Linked DNA regions of Zea mays: region 2 is linked to region 1. The links are chromatin contacts, called in public Hi-C maps. All regions are on one chromosome and are shown on one strand. Each heading gives the region's core, a stretch centred on a gene start, on an enhancer-like site or on the middle of the called end of the contact. The rest is flanking DNA. Distances are from core to core; before and after follow the strand shown. Region 1 holds the start of LOC100382802 (Mediator of RNA polymerase II transcription subunit 34). Region 2 holds the start of LOC542316 (enolase 2).

The links. A called contact is a pair of places that touch in the nucleus more often than the background predicts.
Region 2: a Hi-C map of leaf shows a contact between it and region 1, with 7 times the contacts expected there. The contact joins the promoter of LOC542316 here to the promoter of LOC100382802 in region 1. A contact is called at or near these places in 3 of 25 Hi-C or Micro-C datasets (ear, leaf and an unstated tissue).

The regions. Positions count from the first base shown.
Region 1 is chr1:126,586,507-126,593,466 of Zm-B73-REFERENCE-NAM-5.0, forward strand. LOC100382802 (Mediator of RNA polymerase II transcription subunit 34) reads right to left here and starts at 3,233. Exons shown (of 21, transcript NM_001175504.1): 1 at 3,082-3,233; 2 at 2,771-2,846; 3 at 2,442-2,662; 4 at 1,712-1,858; 5 at 1,420-1,635. The coding sequence starts at 2,837.
Region 2 is chr1:127,128,854-127,135,251 of Zm-B73-REFERENCE-NAM-5.0, forward strand. LOC542316 (enolase 2) reads right to left here and starts at 4,756. Exons shown (of 18, transcript NM_001401213.1): 1 at 4,705-4,756; 2 at 4,399-4,573; 3 at 3,504-3,567; 4 at 3,292-3,356; 5 at 1,155-1,202; 6 at 944-1,030; 7 at 756-836; 8 at 564-665; 9 at 402-482; 10 at 242-316; 11 at 41-103. The coding sequence starts at 4,467.

The DNA.
Region 1 (6,960 bases), core at 1,983-4,482:
GCGAGAAGTCATCGAGAACGAGTAAATAATATTGATAGCCAGAAATGTTGATTGCAGGAGATGTCCATACATCACAGTGTATCAGGTCAAAAGTGCCTGCTGCCCTAGAGGAGGAGGTGGGGAACGGGAACCTAACATGGCGACCTAACTGACAAGCATGACATAGGTGCTCAAAAGATCCCCTACAACCAGAAATAGAGGTACTACTAGAGAGCTTGGATATCACATCACACCCAGGGTGGTCGAGACGACGATGGCAAGTCACGGAGGAGGCGGCCGCAGCAAGAACAGGCAGGGCAGAGGTCGATGTAGGAGAAGCAGGCAGGCGTAGCGTGTAGAGGGGCCCCTCCCCCCCTCCCTCTTTGTTGGGGGCCTTCTATGCCGAAGATCACTCGTTTAACCTTTTTACTTCGGCACAAGCTAGTATGTTTCAGTAATATCTCTACTGATGAACGAAGCAAACCTTCGAACGGGAAGGCGTGCAGAGAAGCTTCGCACATACGTGCGAGTGGAAGAATGTTAGCCAAAGCTGATAGCTTCGGCGACAGCATAGAGGTTTCGGGCGCGAGCCAAAGGAGAAGGCAACGAAGGCTTGAACCCGCGCAACCGAAGCTGAAGAAAATACGCTACTGCCCTAATGGCATTTGTAAACAGTGAAGGGCACAATTGTAATCCTATATTAGGTCGGTTCATCTCCACTATAAATAGATGAACAGTATCCCGCATAAAGTACCTTTAGCCAGGTGCTACAGCTTCATATAGCTCAGCCTCCGAAACACCTTCGTGCTATCTTGCATCAAGAAGCCGAAGGTATGATTGTAAACTTATATGAGAAGAGGAATAAAATATTAAGGCACAGGAGATGAGTTCTCATATCTTCGTCATACTTCGTGTATTCCATTCGATTATACTTTGTCTTCGTCCTTGAATCGTTATCCCGAAGATATGACAATTCAAGGACGAAGATCTCTACTTTTTAACATTGTGTTGCCTTGTTTTTGGTTCTATACAGCAATTGAAAACAAGTGACCAACACTCTTTTTACTCAGTTTTTTCTTGAAGAAAACAGATCGTATCACTTAGATGTTAGTATATGTGAAATTGTTAATTCCTATTACCCCCACACACACACCCCACAAGCTCCTTATGTTATGAAGGATCCATCCTCCAACATAAGAAAGATGCATCGGCAAACAATTTATATTTCAGATAAAATCTTTATGTAATAGTGCTAATGAATAAAAATTAAACTGCAGGTGCAAGCAACCATTCAATACCGCATAGTAAAATAATGTAAATAAATGTTCACAGATGAATAACAAAAAGGATCCTTTTTTGAGAGAAACCAGGATATGTAAATGTCATGAATAACTGTGGGCATTGCTGACAAAAAAAAAAGATAAGCTTGTAATTACTAACATCTATTGCAATCAGAGAAAGACGACCGGCATGATGGCATTTCTCGAGCTTAGACATGAACCTTTTACTTTTTGAGATCTTTTCAGGTGTCACATATAATATCTTTAGTTCTCCTTCTCCTTTATCAAGTGTCTTATAGATGAACTTCTCAACTTCCTTGTTGGTAGTTGAAGTTAGCATGTATGCTGGTATACCTAAAGCTGACAGTCCCATGACCTGGATTGATATAAATTTTTCAAGGATCAGAACAAGGATGTATAGGGAAACCAAAAAATATTTACACTTTAACCACCTGGTCCTGAATAAGGGAAAGTAAAGGACTGACAACCAGTGCAATTCCATCACGAAGTACAGCTGGGAGCTGGTAACATAGACTCTTCCCTCCACCAGCTGCCATTATGACCAGAACATCTCTTCCACTCATGACTGCATTAATTATCTATAAGCAGAATATGTTTAATGGGTGCAAAATGAGAGGAAACTGTACAAGAGGAAACTGTACAATACGAAGGGGGTGTTTGGTTCCCCTGACTAAAGTTTAGTATGTGTCACATCGAACGTTTGAATGTCAATTACGGATATTAAATATATCCTAATTATAAAACAAATTACAGAGATGAAGACTAAACGACGAGAAAAATTTATTAAACCTAATTAATCCATGACTAGCAAATGTTTACTATAGTGTCATATGAGCGAATCATGTACTAATTAGGTTTAATAGATTTCGTTTAGTCCTAACCTATGTAATTAGTTTTATAATTAGAATATATTTAATACTTCTAACTAGCATTTAAACATCCAACATGATAGAGACTAAAGTTTAGTCCCTGTATCCAAACAAGATCAAAACAGCGTTAAGAAGAAAATAACTGCAACCATTTGTTGTTCGCTAATGAAATTTATAGCAACTCCGAATGGTACTGATTAAAAAATAAAAACTTGCAATTTGAGTTTTCACCTGCAGTACTCAAGAGGAGTGAAAGAGTTTAAAATGTCAGACCAGTCTCCTATAAACTTACTTCTCGTTGATTTGATCGGTAGGAGGAAATGCCAAATATATTGAACCTGGTATCGTCAGCCTCCAGATCCCATGGGAAGCTCCCAGACCAATCTTCCGGAGCAACTGAAGATGTGTTAATTGTTGTATTTCTGGTCAATTTAGATGCTTCGAGCAAAGCCTTCAACTGTGCCTGGCGTTCATACAACTCCTCTTGGCGATCGAGTAATGTTTTAATTTGTCCTGTAAAGCATGAAGTTCAAATGTGTACATGACTAGTTCGGAAACTAGATGAAAGTTGTCATGGAAAAATTCATGTAATGCTATTATTATAATTGGTTGTGATGATACCTTGGATGTCGTGGAGTTGTGACTCCACGAGCAACAGTTCTCCCTCGATGTTTTCTTCGTCCTCCATGCCTCGGTTCTGTATAGACACAAGAAAAACAGTTCGATTGTTTTCTTCATCCTGAGCAACTATTGATGCCATCGTACCGAGTAATAGGGCCCTTCCCAATGCCAGCAAGCCAGCCAGCGGAGAGGCACAAATTTCCTCCCCATCCGCCGAAATTTATTCCCATACCCGCCCGGCGCAAGGACCCAGCCTAAATGTCAACTGCGAAAGCAAGGAGGAGAATTGGGAATTTGAACTCAGCTCTCACCTGGGGTAGAACTCAGCTTTCTGCTCGGTAGAGGCTGCCGGGGAGCCCGCCGTGCTTCTGAAATCGGAGACGGACGGGGTACCAAGATGAAATAGGGATGTGGTCCGGACACCCCCGTCGGGTCCACGCTACAGCCGCTGATGATCCCAATCCGAAATAGGAAGCGGAAAGCTTGCCTTGCGTCGGCTAATTCCATTAGTTTTGGGCTACACGAGTGCGAGTTCCAACTTGGTACCCTAAACCCTAAAATTTTCTTTCTCGCATGGTTACTCTAAATTCTTCTTCTATGTCTCATTATAATCATAAAATGTCATTTTACAACTCTATATATCATCCAACATTACTTTTTCACAACTAATAAATACCAGCGTGCACAGAATACGTTGAAAGGGGGCCTACACAGTTTATCCTGGTTGTGGCGTGCTATCGTGTGTAGAAGAGACAAAGGGATGGGATAGCGCCCAGCGATGCAGCTCAACGTTAAGGCTGTCTCTAGTAGCGTCCCCTAAATTTCGTCCCCTAAAGGAATATTCTTTGTCCTTTACAGCACACTCTAAAAGATTATGTTCTCTATATCTTCTGTGTCTCCAGCAACGTCCCCTAAATTCGGTCTCCTAAAGCTACAGTGTTAACAGAATTCCTTTTTCCATTTCTTTTTCTGTTTTCTTTGTTTTGTACCCATTTCATGCTATTCAAAGGATACTAAAAATATTGTATTCAATAATTTTAGAAATAATAATCTAAAAATAATGGTTGATTAATAATTTCGAATTGTACAAAATAAATAACATTCAATTTTATGTTGTGTGTCATTGTTGTCGAAAAAACATGTCACAGTATTTGAATCGTATGAAAAAAAATGTTAGAAATTGACATGCTTCCACCGTAAGCCACGACACTTCTTCAACAAGCTATCGACTAGCTTCGGCTGCACGACAAGAGCATGGCTTCTCTCCTAAGCCTATCCCTTCTATAAATAATCACTACTTCAACACTTCACTCACACTTCGCATACACTCCTCCACAACAATGAACCGGTTCGCAGATTCCAATATTTTTCTTAGGATGGCGCAAGACATGGAAGATGAAGAACATGAGCTCGAGGTTGCGACGTACCAACATCGTAGGCGTCGTGCACTTAACGAGCGTCGGTATGCTGGTTCCATTCCCGGTCGTGTTCGAATCCATCGTGACCATATCAGTGGTGATGCAAGAATCCGAGCCGACTACTTTTGCGCGCAACCGGTTTACACGGATGCACAATTCCGGAGGAGGTATGTTTTTTTGTACGCACATCTATTCAAGTCCATAGTACGTACTTCACACTTGTACTGACAAAATTTTGCAATATAGGTTTCGCATGCGTCGCTATGTGTTCGAGCGCCTCGTTCTTGCTGTGCAACAAGTGGATCCCTACTTCGTTCAGCGTCCAAACTGTGCCGGTGAGCTAGGTCTATCTGCCCTTCAGAAAGTTGTTGTTGTCGTACGTATCCTTGCATACGGTGTTCCTGCGGATGCCGTTGACGAATACGTACGCATTGGTGAATCTACGCCACATGAGACTTTGAAACACTTTTGCACCACCATCCAAACCGCTTTTGGGGGGTACTATCTCAGGAAACCTACTCCTGCTGATATCGCTAGGCTTCTCTAAGTTGGAGAGTCACGCGGTTTCCCTGGTATGCTTGGTAGTGTGGATTGCATGCATTGGGAGTGGCGTAACTGCCCAACTGCATGGAAGGGGATGTTTACCGGTCGCGGTAAACACCCTACAATGATCCTCGATGTTGTTGCCTCATATGACCTATGGATTTGGCATGCATACTTCGGCATGCCCGGTAGCTGTAACGACATCAATGTTCTTCAGCGTTCAAACCTGTTTGATTCGCATCTTACCGGTGATAGTCCACCAGTGACTTTTTCCGTCAATGGACACACGTACAACATGGGATATTACCTAGCAGATGGTATTTATCCCGACTGGCCAGTGTTTGTCAAGACAATCTGTCATTCGTATGATGTGAGGACCCAACACTTCGCCACTATTCAAGAGTCCGCTAGAAAAGACATTGAACGAACTTTTGGAGTACTACAGAAGCGATGGGTCGTAGTGCGTGGCCCTGCATATGGTTGGTCTCCACAACACATTGGAGATATAATGAAAACTTGCACCATCTTGCACAACATGATCGTAGAAGATGAAGGTCCTTCGTCTTTGAACACAAGCTTCGACAACATCGGAGTTTTGGCGGACACTACTCATGGTTCCATGTCAGAGCGCAATGAGTACATCAATAATAGGTACGACCAACTACATGATCCAGTGAAATATACTCAGTTGCAGGTTGATCTAATCCACCACCACTGGGCGCGGCTTGGATCCGGAGCTGCTTAAGTATGAAGTTTATGTTTGCATCACCAATAAAATGACGAAATTTTATAAAATGTCGTAGTGTCATGTGTAATGTGTCATGTCGTAGGTTATGTTGGTCCCAAGCTACTATGTGTACTGCAAACAGAAGTTCTTGACATTTCTGGTTGTGGAATGTGTGATGGTGTAATTCACGAATGAAATAACAAGTCTACTATTATTAACCAACATGACAGAGTTCAAACATCACACAACAGAAAATTGTCAAGTTCGCAAGTGCAGAAACATAAAGTTGTTCTCAAAAACAAATAACAGTACTTCCTCAACCACTACAATGCCTTGCTCAACGTTCACTTGCTTGACGACGAGGTTCTAGTAACCCTTGCCAGTATCTCCTGTTGTTCCGATAAAACCACTAACAAGGATCGAGTACCAATTTCTCACACGAAGGTGAGACATAGAGAAATACAATAAAACATGAAACCACAGATTAAAGAAGTGCTTGAGTTATTACATCAATCGGAGTTTAACATGGAGAAACATTGTTTTTAAATACATCGGATAATAACTAACGACGATAAATGGGGAGTAGAGCGAAGCCTGGCCCACTACTCCGCCTGATCCTCGCCTGCGGAGGAAGCAATTCACTCAACCGTCCAACTTGGTGGCAGGGTGGCTGGCCAAGTCACCCCATCAACCATGTCCTGCAACAAACCTATAAAATTATGCCACAAGTAAGGTTGAGTATACTAATACTCAGCTATACTTACCCGGTGTGAGGAATCTACTCCTCTACCTCTAGACCATGAAGCTATTTGGCTGAGGGTTTGGTTTGTTAAAGGCACTAGCTGAGTCTAAGTCAAGTTTTACCTTATTCAAGTTCTATAGCATTCTTAAACTAGGTTTGCTTCCTTCTAAGCATACATGACAATAAGAAATTAATGCAGTCAACACTTTATCTCAAGAAACCTCTTTCACTTGTTACTCGATGTAGTACAATGGATCAAGCAGTCTCATTAGCTGCGAGAAGCAAACGATTCGAATCGAATTTTAACCTTGTAAGGTAAACCTAAACACACAACATGTAGGGGCACTCCATCCCCCCACACATCAACTGTCCCCATCGATTCCCCGACAATAGGACAGGGCTCACGACCTTGGCATACAATGCTCCACTGACCCAGGCTGCCACCGTGCAATGACCGCACTTGTATCCACCATAGATAGCATGGGAGACTCCATCTTAGGACCAATGAGGAAGAAAGTATGTGGGGCAGGTTCAATCGGGTACTAGGCTTATCAGTTACCATATTTCCCGACATGTGTTTAGTACGTTCAAACGCTTGACTCAAGTAGCCACACATTAATCCTTAATCTTGTTTCTGTCTCATAGATAAGGCATCCACCCAGGACCCATGTCCATAGACAATCATAGTTCCCGTTATCAAGATGAACACAACCAATTCCTGACCTCGCGTGATTGCTAGAAAAATCACTCGACTTCTACC
Region 2 (6,398 bases), core at 3,506-6,005, 540 kb after region 1:
GTCTCAGGTGAATACTGAACAAAACAAATATCTGGTGAACCTTGCCAGTGTATCCAGCCTTCTCAATTGCAGTTTTCAAGAGCTCAAGTCCTTCCTTGTTCTCCTAGTATCAGGAAATTGAAACAGATTAACTCTCATAACAAAACATCGTTTTCAGTTTTACCTACATAAAGACCAATGTTCCAGTAAAGTGAAACAAATAAAAAAACAGATGTCCCCAACTGTGAAATCAGAAACTAACCTGGATGTTCGGAGCAAAACCACCTTCGTCACCAACATTCGTGGCATCTTGCCCATACTTCTTTTTGATAACGGACTGTAAGGAACAACAAAAGATATCAAATTATGATACTTTGACACTACAAAAAGAAAAGGACAAACAAGATATACGAGGCAAATGCCTTCAGGTGGTGATAAACTTCAACACCCATCTTCATAGCCTCCTTAAATGAGGCAGCTCCAGTAGGAAGGATCATAAACTCCTGCATCCATGGAAAGAGCATAAACATAATGCGAAAAAACTCAAACAAGAAAGAATGTTAAATCTTGGTTGAGGGTATTGCCTGCATAGCAAGCTTGTTTCCAGCATGGGAACCACCGTTGATGACATTGAATGCAGGGACAGGCAACACTAACTGCTTGTTCCCAGCTAGGTTGGCAATGTGCTGCAATTACAAAATATAAAAAATTAATAAGAGATTAAATAGTTAAAACTGAATAAACTAAGAGTACTACTAATAAAGCAAGATAGGAACCTGGTATAAAGGAATCCTCTTGATGCTAGCCCCAGCTTTGCAAACAGCTAATGACACAGCCAGAATCGCATTAGCACCAAGCTGGATATACAAATCATGAAAGCCAACTGTTAAACAACAATTCTGCAACTGGAAAAAAGAAGAGTTCTTTCACTTCCACGGTTTCATACACTTGGATTAGATAATACCTTTTGCTTGCACCATCCCCACTCATTTTTGGTCCCATCAAGTTGTTGAACCATGAAGTTATCAATCTCAGTCTGTGCTGTAGGGTCCTGCAGACCAAACGGGATATAAGCAATGAATACCGCGTTTAATAATGACTATAAGAATAGAACGAGAGACTATAAGAATAGAACGAGAGACTATAAGAATAGAACGAGGGAACCGGTTGCAAACCTTGCCAATCAGAGCAGGTCCAATAACAGAATTCACATTGTTCACAGCCTGAGAGAAAAAGGATAAGTTAAACAAGTAAAGAATGAATTTAGCAAAATGCTACAATATTCATGTTTGCAGCATTGTACAGGTACCAAGATTTACAATTGCAACTCATGTTCTGGAATATAAATTGTATTTCTGCTGATTTGTTCTATGGAAATTTGGGCATGGTTATGGGCCAATGTGAGCCAAGTCAAATGTTTGGCCAGCAGCAGGACTTGGCTGCTGTTTGGTTGCATATCAAGCTGATTTGGCCAGGCCACCACTGTTTCCCACAGGTGAGGTGGCAGACACACATTGGTTGCATGCAGTTCAAAATTCTTGGATTATAAAACTTCAAATAATACCATCAGTCAAAGGTATGTCTGATTTGCGATTAGCTTTCTTGATGGTATTCCTTGTAATTTTATCCAACAGGGCTTTCAATGAGGAGAAAATTATTGATATGACAATCGTGGCAAGACTTGGCATGGTTGCCATCCAATGTCATTTATTCTGAACCTGTCCAAATTGTCTTGGCCTTGACCAAAGTTTGGCACAACTACTAGGGGACACAAACCAAACAGAGCCTTGGCAAAGGTTCGATTGATTTATTACAAAAACTGAAGTTTATCAAATCATGAATGACCTTAAATACCCATTGACATACTTGCTTAATTCCTTGTAAAACATTATTTTAAAAAGGCAGGTATGCAGGCCATTGATTTCAGCTACCAATTATGAATAATTTTGGGAAAGATAATGCCTAAGAATCCGTTTGGCTGGTATTTTGCCGGCCGTTGCTGCAGCGTTTTTCACAGTAATTTGTGTCATAGAATCAGAAAAGCTGCAGCCTCCGTTCGGCTGCTAATAATAGCTTCCGAACGGATTGTAAAAGGCATGCATTGATGTGGTTTAAAAGGCATGTGTGCTATGATATCAGCACACGTTTCATTATGGCACTTTAGGCATGTTTGGTTCGTTACCTCAATTGCCACACTTTGCCTAACTTTTCTGCCTAAGGTTAGTTATTCAATTCGGACGACTAACCTTAGGCAAAGTGTGGCACATTTAGCCACAAACCAAACATGCCCTTTGTCTAGCAATATCTATTAAAATATATCATCTGAAGTGTTCACTTAAACGCATGTTAAGACCACCTCGACAACTAGGGATGAACACGGAAATTGAAGATCCCATTTACCAGGAATCATTTCTGAAAAAAAAAGGTAACATCATTTATGACCATTTCCAAAGTTTTGATTATCTAATTTCTATAAGCACCATTTTGATAGTCTCTAAATAGTTTCAACTGTAAATATGGTGAGTTCCCAATGGACTGAGGATCATTTCCATACAAGACATGGTTACCGACCATTTTCAGCCAAATACACAAGGTGTACATGATTATGTTAAGACACTTATGTCTATCATTCAGACGATATGGACCTGCAACTAGGACAATTTGTCCAATGATCAGTCAATATTAATCATGTTATAGGTAAACATCAGTCTAGCGTGATGAATCTAGTAGCACCAATCTTGTGATGTCAATCTATTTGATTTTTTTCTGCTCATAACAAAGCTACTCCCTCCATTCCAAACTATGACATGTTGGTTTTCTGGGTACATATTTCTGCTATGCACTTAGATGTACACTGTTTAGACTAGATGAATGGTAAAAACAATGTATCTAGAAAAATCAAAATGTCTTATAGTTTGGAACCGAGAAGTAAAACAGAACGCCACAAGTACTCTATTTGTAATAGAGAACATAGGATCAATATGGCAAATCAAACCACAAAGAAACTGAGAAAATAAGTAGGCGCTCTAGATACAAGTTTTAGCTTACAAAACAAAATATGACAGTGCACACCTAGCTGTAAACTTAGGATAGACCACTGCATGGGTCATTGATCAAATCACTACAAGCAGCTAAATACCTAGATTTCAATAGTAACCAATGTTAATAACTTAGCATACATAACTAGAAACATATGTGCGTGCAGAGACTTGCAAGAGGTGAGCAGATTATTTCTACAGTTAACATAATCTTTACAACAGAAGATCAAATTAAGTTATTAATTAATAACAAGCAGTCAGCTATAAGATAAACCTTGGAGACACCCTTCCCCAAATAGTCAGAGCCACCATCCCTCAACTCCAGAGCTTCATATACACCTGTAAACAGGACAACATCACTATCAGCTACTGCAAGACATAAGATAGACCTTAAGGATTAGAGGATATGCTCAAAACATGGAAAGATGTAAAGCAAAAGCAAATGAGTAACCTGAACACTACTAATATTATTCCAAAATAACCCACCAGTTGATGCTCCACTGGGAACAGCTGCCCTTGCAAAGGTTCCATCTGAGCAAAACACGTCGACCTGGGGCATAAATACAATGATAAAACTAATAATATTAGCTATCCAGCTTACAGATTTAACCAAAATTGTCCAACACGTTTCATTTTGGCACAACAATGGAAGAAAACTGAATCAATTATACAATAAATTGGCAAATTTTAATGCAGTTTTTTAGTCAAAAGCATGGACCATAACTACCCAGAAAGAAAGAATCATTTCGAACTGACAGTAAAGATAACATAATCTGCTGTATCTCGCAAACAGGTGACAAGTGGGGACAGAATACCGTACCAGAGACCAACCAAGTTCAGTAACATCATTCATCCTTACTGCTCCCTCTGCCCCGTCCCAAAATAGTGGTCATTACGGTATTCGTGCCAGTAAAAATTTCTTAAATTTCACTAGATCTGTAGAAAATATTAGCAATATTTGTATCTCCAAATAAGTTTATTTATGAAAATAGATTAAGACCTATCTAATGATACCAATTATATACTATAAATATTATTTTTTATTTTTTTATAAATTTGGTCGAAGTTAATTGGAAAGAATGTTTGAAAATGACTAATATTTTAGCAGAGAGAGAGTACTTCGATACGAAACCGAAGAGACTACAATACACATCGCCCAGTTCCACGGATCTACATCCTACCCACCACGTAAAACCCTCAAACCCTCAACATTTAAACGGTCTAAAATTTGTCCACTTTTAATTTAAAAAATATTCCAGAAACCCAAATCCTGTAGCGAGATCAGCCAGCCGCGCAATATGACAACACCGTGGCGAGATGGACCAATCCGATCCGACCAGATAGAAGTAGATACGGGGTGGATAAGCCAGCAGGTCCGCACCTCGACTGTAGGGTTGCCGCGGCTGTCAAAGATCTGGCGCGCCTTCACGGATTGGATCGTCGCCGCCATCGCCGAATCTTCAGAAAAAACTAGTCCGCGGAAGGAAGATGGCTTTGGGAGAGAGGGCTTTAGGGCAGACCGCCGTTTTTTATAGACTGGCGCCCTAAAGTGGGACCTACCGAACGAGGTGTGGACATTCGGGTTAAAAAAAAATTAGGTCAGGTAACTCAATTTTGCAAAATTTGAGTTTTGAAAGTAGATATATGATGAATTGTATCCAAAATAAGTATCTAAAAATTTGGGTACCGGAAAATTGGATTCGGATTCGGATAATCCTGAATTAACCGATTAGAGTTAGTGCAATACTCACTAGTACTCACTAGGTCAATTAAATAAAGAAATGCTATGTAAGAAGATACATACCTAACGCTCTGTTACTCTTGGGGCCTTTAGTCCAACATATGTACTACTTATTAAGACACTAAGGATAGTCTATCATTTCGTGTTCTGTCATTCTTATTCCCTCCTTTCGCGTTCTACCATTCTCATTCTCCTCTCCGTACAGTCCATTCTTATATTCTGCCACTATTTTTTGTTCTGTCATTCTCATTCCTTGTTGCATTTCTCATTCTCCCGTCCCCGCAAAACTCATTCTCATTTCCATATACATTCCACGCCTAGCTAAAATTAAATTAAAAAACATAAATGGCCCTAAGGGGATTCGAACTCGAGACCACTTGGCTACCACTACACTACATGTGTGTTTATATCTACATCTATTATAATAAAAACATCTACTACATCTCTCACGAAGCCCACCTGCTACCATTGCACATGTGTAGCAATAGATAAGTATCACCGAGATTCTTGACTTATATTTTTGGATGGAGGGAGTAGTATTTTAAGAAGAGCTTTGCATGCAATTCCTTTTGTTTGAATAATGTTTTCAACTTAAATTCTTTTTTTTGCATGTGTGACATTTTTCTCCGTAATATTTTTTCATGGATCTGACTTTGAGTCATTTTTATAAACCAACGTCAAAAATGAATCCATGTTTCTTACTTGGAAACCCCGAACAAACACCACTAGCAGGAGGCGCTCGCGTTGGCGTCGCTCATCGACGATGAGAAGAAGCTTGGCGACTGTCAGTTCGACCTCTCGAAGCAGTCCTACGTGGCCGTATGCGTCGCTATGTACGGCAACCTCCAGCGCAGCCGCCGCTTGAACACGGTCCAGAGCGGTTGCACCGTGCTTTCCATCGTCAAACAGGGGGACCTCATGGTCGTCGCCAACGCCGGCGACTCTCGTGTTGTTCTGGGCACCGCATCCGACGACGGCGCCATCACGCCGTCCAGCTCATCATCCACCTGAAGCCCGACCTGCCACGTAAGTCGCTACTCACCGGCCATGAATTCTTGTGCGCTGGGACGAGGGTCGTTGCTGACATTGTGTGAGTGTCCTCAAACAAGATGTATGTAGAGGAGTAGCACATCCGGTGGTGCAACGGCTAGGTGTACTACCTCACTAATGAGCACAGGGTGCACTTCGTTTGGCAGCCCAGCCAAGAGTCATCGGTACTCGCCATGTCGCGCGCGTTCGACGACTACTATATCAAGGATTGTGGTGTCATCTCGGCGCTGAAGGTGACGCAGAGGAGGACCGACAACAATGACCACTCTTTATCGTCGGGGTAGCTTTTGTGCCGGCATGTCTTTAATTCTCTTCGCAACACACACACTTGCCTTTTTATTTAAGCAAGCGTGTATGGTGGTGCATGTTTGATGACTAACGAGGAAACTTCTACCGGCAGGTGTGGCACGTGCTCTTCAATGATAAGACCATGCAAATCGTGGCATATATCGAAGTCTGCATGATACTGATGGTTGCAATGTAGTAGTGAAACAACTGAATTAAAATAACAAAATTTATGTATGACACATTTTGTATATAAGTTATCATGATATTATATGTTCCCGTTGCAACGCACGGGCACTCACCTA